2 separate regions of the Macaca mulatta genome follow, and region 2 is linked to region 1. A link is a contact called in public Hi-C data. All regions are on one chromosome and are shown on one strand. The core of a region is the stretch at or near the end of the contact, and the rest is flanking DNA. Distances in the headings are between cores, read along the strand shown.

Region 1 (6,245 bases), core at 3,650-6,149:
CATCATGTTCTCTTTCTACATGCTCCTAAAATGACGGGTAGGGTCAGAGACATCGAAGGATCTCTCTTTTCTCTTCCACCTCTAACACTGTAAGATCTTAGCAAAGTAAAAAGGGACAGTGGTAACAGGAAAATTGTTCCTTTAAGAGTCCCAAGTCATCTTTTTTCTCTCCATGTGTGTTAGCATTTGTGTGTGTCTGTGGGTGTGTACGCATGTGTGTGGAAGCTATACAAGGAAAACTGGATCCATATGTAGACTTTGTGGAGAGTAGTACTGCTCCAAATGCAATATGGTTTGCCTCTGTGTCCCCACCCAAATCTCATGTTGAAATATAATCCCCAATGCTGGAAGTGGAGCCTGGTGGGAAGATTGGATCATGGGGGAGGTTTCTCATGGTTTAACAACATCCGCCCTTTGTTGTCATGACAGTGAGTTCTTGTGAGATCTGGTTGTTTAAAAATATGTGGCACCTCCTCCAACCTTCCTTCTGCTCTGGCCATGTAAAGTACTCACTCTCCCTTTGCCTTCCACCATGATTGTAAGTTTCCTGAAGCCTCCCTAGAAACTGAGCAGATGCCAGCATCATGCTTCCTGTGCAGCCTGCAGAACTGTGAGCCAATTAAACCTCTTTATAAATTATGCAGTCTCAGGTGTTTCTTTATAGCAATGAAAGAACAAACTAATACACCACGAAAAAATAATGTACCACAGTCAAACTGGGAAGCAAGACAGTGGGCCAAAGAAAGTTAAACAGGTTTCTTTCCTGTAGAATTTCTGGGAGCCTTTAATATGTTCGCATGCATTGTAAAGCTTTCATTTAACAATTTTCTAGTTTTCTGGCAGTTCTGTGTAACAATTTTAGGAAATACTGATTTAGAGATGAATCTAACTCTTCCTGAGTTAACTGTTGAGAGAACAAAGGCCCAAAGAGATTCAAGGATTTGCTTAAGGTCACCTGGCTATTGGGAAACGTGAGTTCTTATCCAGATTTGACCACTGCATCCCAGAAGAGAATGTCTGTTTATTGACTCAAGAGCCCACATTAGAACATTCTAGGAGACACCCCAAGGTTTCTCCCTTGATCCTAAAGGGAAGCGTTTGATAGGCTGCAATTCTCTGTCTCAGGACTTGCACAGACATTAATGTTCAGCATAGTGCAAGCTTCTTTGTCAGTGTGGTGCTGTCGGTAACATGGGGTGCAGCTCTGACAAGCTAGTTCTCTCTGTCTCTTCCTCTCTTTCTTCTTCTCTCCCTCCCTCCTGGTTCTCTTCCAGCTTACATTCCAGGCTTACTATTGTCATACTCTTGAGTGATGGTAAAGAATAAAGCAGCACTGACCTGCTTGATTAAGATCTCTACCGCATTGATATACTGAGCACCGGGGCATTCAGGTGCTCAGTAAGCCTTGTGCATGGGAAGCCTCTTGACTCAGATGAATGGTGACTGGGAAACTGGGGTGGAAGGCCACTAAAGGTGGCCATTTTTATCTGGTCATGAACCATTCTCAAATGCCTTCCCTGGAATGTTAGCCTGAGGCATCAGAGGAACCGTCAGGTGCCTTGCGGGGTATCAGTGTGTGACAGGCAGCAACATGGGAGTGGGAGGTATAGTAAGAGCAGGTGTGTGTGTACAACACCAGAGGGAAATAGGGCATATCAGGAAGAATAATGACTTGGCACCCCTCCAAACTGCTATTGTTTAGATTTTAGGTCAACATCTATTTAGAGAGGATGGAGGCAGGTGTGGGGTAGGGAGCTGGAGTCTTGTGTCCCCACCTGCTTACCACACTCACAGAAACAAAAGCCCGGGCCCTCTTTTTAGAAGACCATTTAGGGACCATCTGTTGTTATTCCAGCCTAACCTTTTTGGGGTCTCACCCCACCCACTTCCAAATGGCTTTCAAGTTATTTATTCTAATCCCTTACAGTTACCTCCCTGAAAGGAGTTCTTGGAAGTGCATTTTTGTCCATCTCATTAGTGAGGTTTTTGTAGCACCACAATCCCCTCCCCCAACAAACTGGTCATATGTTGTGTGTGGTGATCAGGCTGGTGATTTAGTGAGGAGCCCACTCCTCATCTAGAAAGTATGCGTGACACCCAGATCACAACACTCCCCACGTGGTCGCCGGCTGTCTCGTACAGAGTTCATGAACTTCCAAGTTAGAAGAGACACAAGAGTGGTATTTTCTTAGGAGATTATTAGACCCACTAGAAGATAAGAGCATTTAGCGATGGTAAAGAATAAGTGTCCCCACTTACTGGGACAGCTCTCTTTCCTCTGTCTCTTCCTCATCCCTTTCCTCGGCTTCCTCCTACTCCTCTCCCAGGAATAAAGGAGCTTCATCTAGAAGAGCTCATGGACAACAAACATGCCTGGAAAAAGCTATTGCCTGACTGGCTCCCAGTTCTTATTGTGATGTTTCACACCTATCAAGTGACTTTGTTTTTAGGAATGCACAACCAAAGTATGACCTTGAATTGGATCAACCCACCATCTCACTTCACACTACTCAGCCTAACATGACAGAACCATCAAGACAACCAGTTAACTGGAAAAAAAAAAATCAGTTCAACCAGTTGTTTGGCAGATGTTAAGTAGAATTGTGTTGATTGAATTATGCATTTTAAAAAGAGGCTACTTAGGTACAGCTGAAGTGAAATCCTTTTGTGACCTTGAACTTGAGTCTTTTATTAATGAAGACTCAAGATTTCCAATAAAAACATTTCCAATTAAGTGTTTCTAGTTCGCTCCCTTTCCCAGGTGAAGTGGCCAACTTCACTAAGCCCAGTGGCTGCCTTTTGCCCAAGCTGTCTTTTCTTGAAATAGAGGTAAGTTCTCTTTGAGTGAAATAATAGGAGCATGAACTTCTAGATCAGAATGCCTGGGTCTGGCATTCACTAAGTCACTTTAAACAAGTAACTTATATGCCCTTTGCCTCCATTTCCTCATCTCTAAAACAGGGACCGTAATAGAACTTGTCACACTGGGTTGATGAGAGGATCAAATAAGATAATGGGTGAAAAGTGCTTAAAACAGTGCCTGGCACATAGTAAGTTATCAAGAAATAAAATAGTTATCAATATTGGCATCATCATCATAACTTGATTGGTGTAGTAATGAAACAGGTTATTGGATGGGAAATTTGGTGGTATCCAACCCCATTTTTAGAAATCTCCTTGAAAGAAATATGACATAGGTATAAAACTTTTTGTGTAAGAATGATCGTGTAACATTGCTTTTAAGGGCAAAAATGTGGTAATGACTTCAATATTCATTAACGGGATGGGCTAAGTGTCTGAGAATCTGTCCTTGTAGAAGAACATTCTCTAGAAAATCAAGGGTAGGTTTGTCTCTGCTGACTCAGCCTAGCCAACAGTGCATCCGAAAATCACTGAGGCCTCCAAGTTCAGATTGGCAATCACAGCTTTCCTTCCTGAAATCACGTAACATTCTCTGGGAGGCTAATCAGGATGAAATTTTTTTTTTTTTTTTTTTTTACTGGGAAGAGTGGATTTGTGTCACTGAAGCCAAACTCTGAAGCGGCACAAGCCCTAATGAGGAAGAGATCAAGGAACATTGTTGAACGATACCCTGGTTCCCAGTATAACCCCATCTCACAACTGTGACCTTCAAGTTATAGGGCCAGTCGGGTAGGTCAAATGAGTTAAAACCCTAACTTTTGGATTTTGATAACCTTCCTTAGAGCTCTCTACTATGAGAAGAAAAGGTCATCTGCTAGGCCATGTTCAAGCAAAGAAAAGTGGAATTTTTCCCATCTCTCATGATTCCCCAATCCCAATCCTTTAGGGATTGTTTCCCTATTCATATTAACCAAAAACACTGAGTTGGAAGTGGAGCCAAGCCCCTTACCACTCCACCACTCCCTAACCTCATTCCTGCTATGTCTGATTTCTACCAAACAGGAGCACTAATCGAGATCCCTTTCCCCAAAACAAAAGCTTTGCCCCTTTGAGGCTCTTGTTTTGTTTGGGTCCTTCTTGCTATCCCTGGCTTGCTCTGTGCTTTTCCTGGGCCCCATTTCATTCCAGTTTCACGAAAGAAGAGGAGAAAGTACAGACCACAAGAAGGAAAAGCATTGTAATTCTGGGTGCTTTTTATACCCACAGACGACGACTCCTATTGTAGTAGCCGCATCACGTGTATCATTGAGCGCTCTATCGTGCCCTTGACTGTTCCTAGTCCCGGCTCTTTATCTTAGAACAACAGAATGAAAAAGCTGAAGACCCAGGCGCGGTGGCTCACGCCTATAATTCCAACACTTTGGGAGGCTGAAGCAGGTGGATCACTTGATGCCAGGGGTTGGAGACCAGCCTGGCCAACATGGTAAAACCCCATCTCTACTAAAATTACAAAAATTAGCTGGGCGTGGTGGCTTATGCCTGTAATCCCAGCTACTCGGTAGGCGGAGAATCGCGTGAACCCGGGAGGCAGAGGTTGCAGCGAGCTGAGATCGCACCACAGCCCCCTCCAGCCTGGGCGACAGAGTGAGATTCTGTCTCAAAAAAAAAAAACAAAAAAAAAAAAGCTGAGGCGAACGCCTCTGCGCCCCCTAGAGGTTGGAGAGTGCAACCAACAATGAGTGTGAACACATGGAAAAACTCAGTGCTAGCCTACAAGCTGTTAGCAATGAAGAGTGAGCTTGTGGGGCAGGCTGATCCAAGCCCCAACCGCCGTGAAGGGACATTATAATCCCCAGTTCCTCCTCAAGAAGTTCTCCGTTGTAAGGCAAATCCTACTTTTCTTCTTGCTCCCATATTGGCACCTAGATATCAAGGGAGGCAAAACCAAATCCTTGACGTCTCGGCAATTTGCTTTTGTAAGCCAATTTCCCCACTAATAACTGGAGATTGTGTTCCCCGGTGCAGTGCCAGACCAGGCCAGCAGGGGTCTAACATTAGTTGCTTTTAACCTACAATGACTGGCTCTCCACCGTAGTGGCTGAGTGCGTGAACTTGAAGAGCTAATAGCCCTGGCTGGAGAAAACAGGTATAAATAGTGCATCCATTTTGTAGTAAGACTAAAAACAGCCCAACCCACAGGATATCGATTTTCCTTATCCACAATGAAGTGCTTGGTTTAATACACTTTTCCTGTTTACTCTGAAAATGCATTCATAAAGAGAGCTATCTTAATCCAGGATCTTGGACCATCCAGATTTCTGTCTGAAACAATTCACTAATTGCTGTGTGGTCTCTAAAGAGGATGACATGAGGACTAAAGATTATATAATAAAAAAGACAATGTCTCAAAAAGCAAATGTCTCCAACTTATAGAAGTCATAGTTTAAAAAACAAAAAAACACATGAGTTTAGTATTTCTGGATCATTCTTAAGGTTGGTATTTGAAACTGTAAGCTCAAATCTTTACATTGTCCTTGAATATCTTGTCATTGTGGCTGACTATTAATTACAACAATGATGAAATACCTAAGAAAACTATTGTGCTTTCCAGTTTTCAGTCTTTTTACATACATTACCTCATGTGGTCCTTTAACACAAGAAAAAAAAAATTAGTCTCATTTTATGGCCAATGAAATTGAGGCTCAGAGAGGTAAAGAATGTTGCCTGAGATCACACCACGAGTAGTAGCAGAGCTGGCAATTTTCCATGCCAAATGCAGCAATTAAATTAAAGTACATGCACATTAAAGGACATTTACATGTGCAAACATTTATATAATGCAACCTTATTATGAATGGTATTTTTTCAGCAACTAACCTGATTTTAGTTATTAATATCTATTTATATCTTGTTACTATGATAGAATAATCATAATTTCTTTAGATTATGGAATACGTGCTTTTGAGTGCACATTCCTTCACTTCATATAGCCCTGTTCTATGTTTGGCTCTTTGATGAGCTAGCAGGAAGTGGCAAGAATCCAATCTACCCAGATTCAAAAATTCTCCTTATCTTCAACAGGCCACTCTGTCAGAGAAAACGAAACTATTTTAATTACATAACAACCTGAAGAGCTAGGTACTATTATTTTTCTAGATGAAAGAAGAGGCCCAGAGAGGCTAGCTTGCCCAAATGCAACAACTATGAAGTGCAGGGACTGATTTCTACCTCACTAGACTGACCCCTACCAGGGTCACAATCACTATGGCACCAGGTGCAAAGACCCTCCAGGTGGCACAGAAGAGGTAACAGGACAGACTATCATTTCCCCCAGAAGAGTTTAACGTGGTTGTGAGAACTAAATAAAAAGGGCTATGTTGTTA
Region 2 (6,499 bases), core at 850-3,349, 190 kb before region 1:
TATAGACTCAGAAAGTTATTAAATCTCTGTGGGTTCCCCTTCTCACTCTGCATTACAACGGAGTGTGTAATTTAACTATTTAATGTCATCCTTATGTTTTCAGTGCCTTTTGCTAAGCCAAATCTTAACCTTAAAAAAAAAAAAAAGTCCTGAAACTATCTGTGGTGTAAGTCAAGTGTTTGCACAGCACAGCCATAGAATGTACTGATAATGGGAAATTTATCTTTTTTCAAGACATTGTTAATGGGATACTTCTCATAATTACACCTTTCAGAAAGAAACATTTTCCATTTCTGGTGCTTATTTCACTATTAGATTTGCTGCTTTCGTTAATGGAGGCTGTTCCAAGAACAGGACAAGTATTCAGCAACCTGCATTTTTACCCAACATATTCATGGAGGAAAACAATGAGCAGTAATAAATTAGAAGTTTCACAGATTGCACAGGAAATACATCCTGGCTCCCACGAAGATTCAGCACTGGTGAGTTCTGGGCCAGCCGCATTCTCCACATTCTTTCTAAACTTCAGTTCCAAGCCCAGACTTGATCGTGGTTAACCCAGAGCAAAACACTAAGCATAATTTAAATGGCTCTTCTCAGATTCTTTAGTGAACTGTGTCTGCTTGTTTGAGAAATAAGTTTAATTACATGGTGGAGTTGTTAATGGAACCAAGACGTAACTACAGAGTGGGTTTTAACTGTTGCTGTTCCTCATGGATAATAGGTAGGCTGTGGCATGGAAAGATCAATTAAAGTTTCGCCATGGTCAGTGAATGCTGCTAGGGACAAATTTCTCAAATGAACAACAACAACAAAAAAAAAAAAAAAAAAAAAAACTTTCAGACCACAGCATGATTTGGAAAGAGTAATGGGTTCTACAGGCAGACAATATTCTGAATTCTGTTCCTTACCTACCTTCAGCAAGTCATTTAACTTAGTTCCCTCATCTGTGAAATGGAGATTCGATCAGAATATTGTGTGATTTAAATATTAACATATAAAACATACAAGCACATACAGGTGCTTACAAAAACAAAAACAAAAAATCCTCACTTCCTGTTCCTCTTTTAAAAAAAACAAAAAAACAAAAAACTTTTGCCCTTCTTACACTTCAGTAATTTCCACCATCAAAACCAAATCTGGCTGTTTCCAAGGTTGGTATCAGTTTTAAACATGTGGTAGTAAATTAATTCAACAAATTGTTTACTAAGGACCCTCTTCCAGCACTAGGCAAGGCACTGGTGCATAAGGTCAAGGGCACAGGTCCATTTGGGTTTGAGTGGGTGATTTCAGGACCCAAGCAGACTTCAGCACCAAGGCAGCTATACTACAAATATATGAGGGTGGCTTAAATTTAAAAAAAAAAAAAAGCAGATGGCTTATTGCAAATCCATCACCACTTCTGGAAAGCTTCAAGAAGTGATGAATCTTTGCAAGAACAACCCTCTTCCCTATTCCTTCTGCCAAGAGAAAGTAGGCAGTTGACCTTTTCTCCCTGGATTTGACTTTTGATTAATTTGCTTTGTCAATGACATAGTTCTAAACTCTATTAAGTGTACTCACCCTCCTGTCTTCGAATCAGAAAGAAAAACAAATTATTTTAACACATCTCAATGCTTCTCAACCTTCTGCCTACAATTGCAGCTAGGAGAGTCCTCTAAGACCTTGAGGTTGATTATGTGGATTAAATGAGTAAATATTTATAATATTGTCAGAATAGTGCCTGGCACACAGCAAATGCAATATAAGTATTTATTGGTGAGGTAGAACATTTCTCCTCTAACTCAAAAACAGGCACCTTACGTTCCAGACATGATCCTCTTTCATAATCCTGTTCTATCTCTGCAGTTATAGAACACGATCTACACACTTCTATTTTGACCCAGGAAAACCAACTAGAGTGCTTGAGTTTGGCAGGAATTACCCAGAGCCCACAGCTGTCAGCTAGCTGTCTTGTTTCTGAGCATGCCATCTAAGTGAGTGGTCATATGTACTTCCCTCTTTTTCACAAGGAGGCTGTAATTCTATTCCTCATGTGGCTCATCAGCTCCAGGGAGCAGTGAGCTGTGGAACTCCAAATCTGGTGAGCTACCATGAGCTATCCATGAGTCATGGATCATCCAAGCCTAAGCGCTGATATTTTGCCCCTGCGCACGCCAGCCCACATCACACAAAATCGCTGATCCCAAGTGGTAGAAGGGCTGTGGGAATGCTAGAGATGGAGAAAAGGAAATTCAGAGCATAGGAAATGCTCCAAAAGAGAATATAATGTCAGCTGCCAAGGCAGTATGGAAATCAAAGGACAAGGGTTGACATCCGCCTTCAAGCATATTTTAGGTATTAGAGTCTAATGGAAAGGATACTGAGAGACAGGAGACCTGGGCTACTTCTGACACACTGTCTGACTTGAGAAAGTCATTTGCCCCTCTGGCTTCAGTTATCTTCCCTGCAATGGGAAGGTATTTGATTAGGCTGATAATTTCCAATATTTTGGACCAGAACTCACAGTAAGATACATGTATTTTATATTGTGACCTCTGTTAGAGAGACACACACACTCATACACTGAAACAAAAGTTTCACAAAACAGTATGTATAACATACTTTTTCTCTTTCACTGAATGTTATTCTATTCCTTCTCCTCCTCTATTTCCTAACGCTAACTGTGGCCCTCTAAATTGATTTCATAACTCATTGGTGGGGCACAGGCTGCTGCACTATGCAAAACATTGGATTAGATCATCACCGTAGGCTCCCTTTCAGCTCTAAGATTCTAGGGAAAGTCCATTTATAACCAGATTACTACCTACTACAATATTTCCCCAAAGGCAGTACAAACAGACTTCAATTTTGTACACTCTTTAAAAACAAAAGACGGTAGTGCTTTATTTCAAAATGTCATTGGAAGAACTCAAAATCTTTCATAGGGTCTTTCTATAAATACTTGAAAAATTCCCTAAATATAGGAGGTGACTTTCCATCTGTTCCAACCTTGTGTGAGCAAATAGTGCTTTGAAGCAAAAATAATAATAATAATCTTTTGCATCTCTGTCTCAACATGGCCCCAGGATGACTCAAGAGGACAGTTTCTCTTCTGTGTATTCATAAAGATCAGATGTAGGAGTCATAATTTTTTAATGTGACTGTTTTACCAGTTTCTCTTTCTGTGTCCTGCTGTGGGGGAAACTGCATTAATAAACTATGTCTTAATGCTGCCTAGCTAGAATTTTTTTCTCTGCAGGACTCCACTAAATATAGCTAAAGGAATGCTTATTTTATTTATCTTTCCAACTTTCTTTCCATTTTGAATATGTCTTCTTGACACTTTGGAAATTTTTCTCCTAATGGCACCTTAGTGTTTTTTTGTTTTTTTTTGTTTTTTTGGGTTTTTTTTTTGTTTTTTTGGAGAATAGAGAACTAATTGTTCATTGAGTAACAACAACAAAAAAGAACTCCTTTTTTCTCTTTCATCTGTGCCATATGGAGTCTTTTATGGTTTTATCAGTTATTTTACACCATATGCAGAAAAATAATGTAGAACTGGCATTTTTCCAGTACCAAGTCACGGATTTTACTTTGCTGAGAAATTGTGGGTTAAAAAATAGAGAGGTGTCACTTTTAATTAGATAGCCCTACACCATGCATTTGTCTTTGCCTCTTTACACCTTCCTCATGGTGATTTTTTTCCTTTTAATATTCATTAAAGACTTTGTCCTCACCTCACAACTGGCCTGGAAAGGCAAAGTGACTGGGGAATGATTAGTCATGACCTCTTTTTTGCTTCTTTGTGGTAAATATACATAACATGAATTTTTTTTTTTTTTTTTTTTTTTTTTTTTTTTTCAGACGGAGTCTCGCTCTGTCACCCAGGCTGGAGTACAGAAGCGTGATCTCAGTTCACTGCAACCTCTGCCTCCCGGGTTCAAATGATTCTCTTGCCTCAGCCTCCTGAGTAGCTAGGATTACAGGCATGCACCACCATGCCCAGCTAATTTTTGTATTTTTTTTGTACAGACTGGGTTTCACCATATGGGCCAGGCTGGTCTTGAACTCTTGGCCTCAAGTGATCTGCCTACCTCGGCCTCCCAAAGTGCTGGGATTACAGGCGTAAGCCACCATTCTCAGCCCCATTTCGATCATTTTTAAGAGCACTGTTTAGTGTCATTACATATACTCACAGTTTTGTGTAACCACACCGTTGTCTATTTCTGAAACTTTTTCATCCATCCCCTGACCCCGTGCCAAAAAACCTCTGTAACCATTAAGCGATAACTCCTAATTCCTCCCTTCCTCTAGCCTCCGATAACCTCTAGTCTACTTCATGTCTCTATATTATAACATTGCCTATTCTAGGTATTTCATGTAAGTAGAATCATACTCCATTTGTCCTTTTGTGCCTGGCTTTGTTCACGTACACAGCCATAGTCACGGAGGCAACGTGACAAAAGTGAAGCAATACTGTTTGGGAACTGGCAGAACTGCATTTGAGCCTGATTTTTACCATTTAATAGTCCTGGACCGTAAGACAAATTGATGAACTCCTTATTTCCTTCACTGGAAAAGCAATGGAAAGACTACATAGTCTCTGGAGTCCCTTTCGACTCTAGAAAAATGTCATGTTTTTATGTACAGCAACTACGCAAATGAATTCCATTCCTGACTTCCAGCTTCTTTTCCATACCTGCACATTCAAAAACTTTTTAGGTTCCTCCTAAAAAGCCCCAGGCTATATACTAGGCACTGTGGATTCAGTGGTAAGCAAGGTAGGTAAGAACCTGCCTCCATGAAGCTTAGAGTCTCACAGCAGAAGATGGAAAATTATCTAGCCGAAGCTCAATGTGAAAAATGCAATCTATGGTAGAGAAAAGTGCTATGGAACCATATGACAGGACTTCAGATGCTCATCTGGAGGGAGGTCAAAGAAGGCTTACAAGTTGGCATGTGTTTATCTCTGAATTTTAGAAAAGGTTTGAAGAAAAGGAGGGTACAAAGAGGAATTTTTCACAGTGGTTTTCTGAACAACCTAAAGATGTTCTGCTGACTGTGGTGAGGCATGACCTCTATAGCTTGTCTTGGAGGGTTGAGGGAGCCCTGTGGTATTGGTTTAAACTTTTCCAGCGGGAATACTATGTACTTTCTGCAACAGGACATCCACTTAAATAGTAATCACCCTGAGATTGGCTGCATAGGGAGAGTATGGTAGGAATTAATATCACAGGGAAATTAGTTCTGTCAATAACATCAATACCTACATTTTGCTGAATACATACAAACAAACTAGGCTTTGTATGAGGCATTTTGCAGGATTGTTAGGATAAGTAATGATAGCTATACACCAAATATTTCTGTTACAGATATGGACACTAAGGCTCAAAGGGATTAAGTAAACTTCCCACATGTCTAGAAGACATGGGGCTGTGGCTTGAAGATAGATCTAGTGCCAAAGAGTGAGCTGTACTTTTTCCTCCTCATCTTTTTCTTTTTTACTCCTTTTTAATATTGATTTTTTTCTTTTTTTTTTTTTTTTTTTTTTTTTTTTTGAGATAGAGTCTCACTCTGTCGCCCAGGCTGGAGTGCAGTGGCGTGATCTCGGCTCACTGCAAGCTCCACCTCCCAGGTTCACGCTATTCTCCTACCTCAGCCTCCCAAGTAGCTGGGACTACAGGCATCTGCCACCACCCCCGGCTATTTTTTTTGTATTTTTAGTAGAGACGGGATTTCACCATGTTAGCCAGGATGGTCTCGATCTCCTGACCTTGTAATCCGCCTGTCTCAGCTGCCCAAAGTGCTGGGATTACAGGTGTGAACTACCACGCCCAAGCAATATTAGTCTTTAATATTTTTTTTAAGTTTTGTCTTTGTCTTTGGTGTCCTATAATTTCATTATCATGTGTTTATATATGGTTGGGGATTTGTTTATTGTTTGTTTTGTGGAGAAAACATCTTGTTATGTTGCCCAAGCTGGTCTCAAACTCTTGGGCTCAAGCAATCCTCCCTCCTCAGCCTCCCAAAATGCTGGAATTACAGGCATGAGACACCATGCTGGGGCTTCATTGGGATTTTGTTATTGTTGTTTTTTCTGATAGAAACATGCTCTTTCTTAAATCTAAGAATTCCCTTTTATTTCCAGTCTAGAAAAATTCTCAGTCATCATCTCCTAAATTATTTTCTTTCTTATTCTTTCTATTCTCTCCTTTGAGAACTGGTATTCATCATATGTAAATCATCTTTCTATCCTTCATGGCCCAACCTCTCTCACATATTTTCCATCTTTCTGTGTTGCTCTCTGGGTACTCAGAGCTGTCTTTCAGCTGATTTGCTTTCTCTCTGATAGTGACTAAATTGCTGCTTAATCCATCCCAAAGGATTTGTTTTGTCTGTCTGTTTAAATTCAATGACTATTTTCATATTTTCAAAAGTCCTATTTGGTTCTTTTTCAAGAATTGCCAAACATTTGAAAAATATTTTCTCTTCTTATATATTCAAGACTTTATTGTAT

The links. A called contact is a pair of places that touch in the nucleus more often than the background predicts.
Region 2: a Hi-C map of fetal cortex germinal zone shows a contact between it and region 1, with 2.1 times the contacts expected there. The contact joins two enhancer-like sites. A contact is called at or near these places in 4 of 14 Hi-C or Micro-C datasets (cortical neurons, fetal cortex germinal zone, fibroblasts and 1 more).

Annotation. Positions count from the first base shown.
Region 1 is chr14:29,469,030-29,475,274 of T2T-MMU8v2.0, reverse strand. No RefSeq gene overlaps it. Among named protein-coding and RNA genes, the nearest start is that of LDLRAD3, 140 kb to the right of the region's middle. Within about 2 kb of position 4,899, at least 14 of the 40 cell types and tissues checked have an H3K27ac peak or open chromatin away from gene starts, as enhancers often do.
Region 2 is chr14:29,652,526-29,659,024 of T2T-MMU8v2.0, reverse strand. No RefSeq gene overlaps it. Among named protein-coding and RNA genes, the nearest start is that of FJX1, 6.6 kb to the left of the region's middle. Within about 2 kb of position 2,099, at least 2 of the 40 cell types and tissues checked have an H3K27ac peak or open chromatin away from gene starts, as enhancers often do.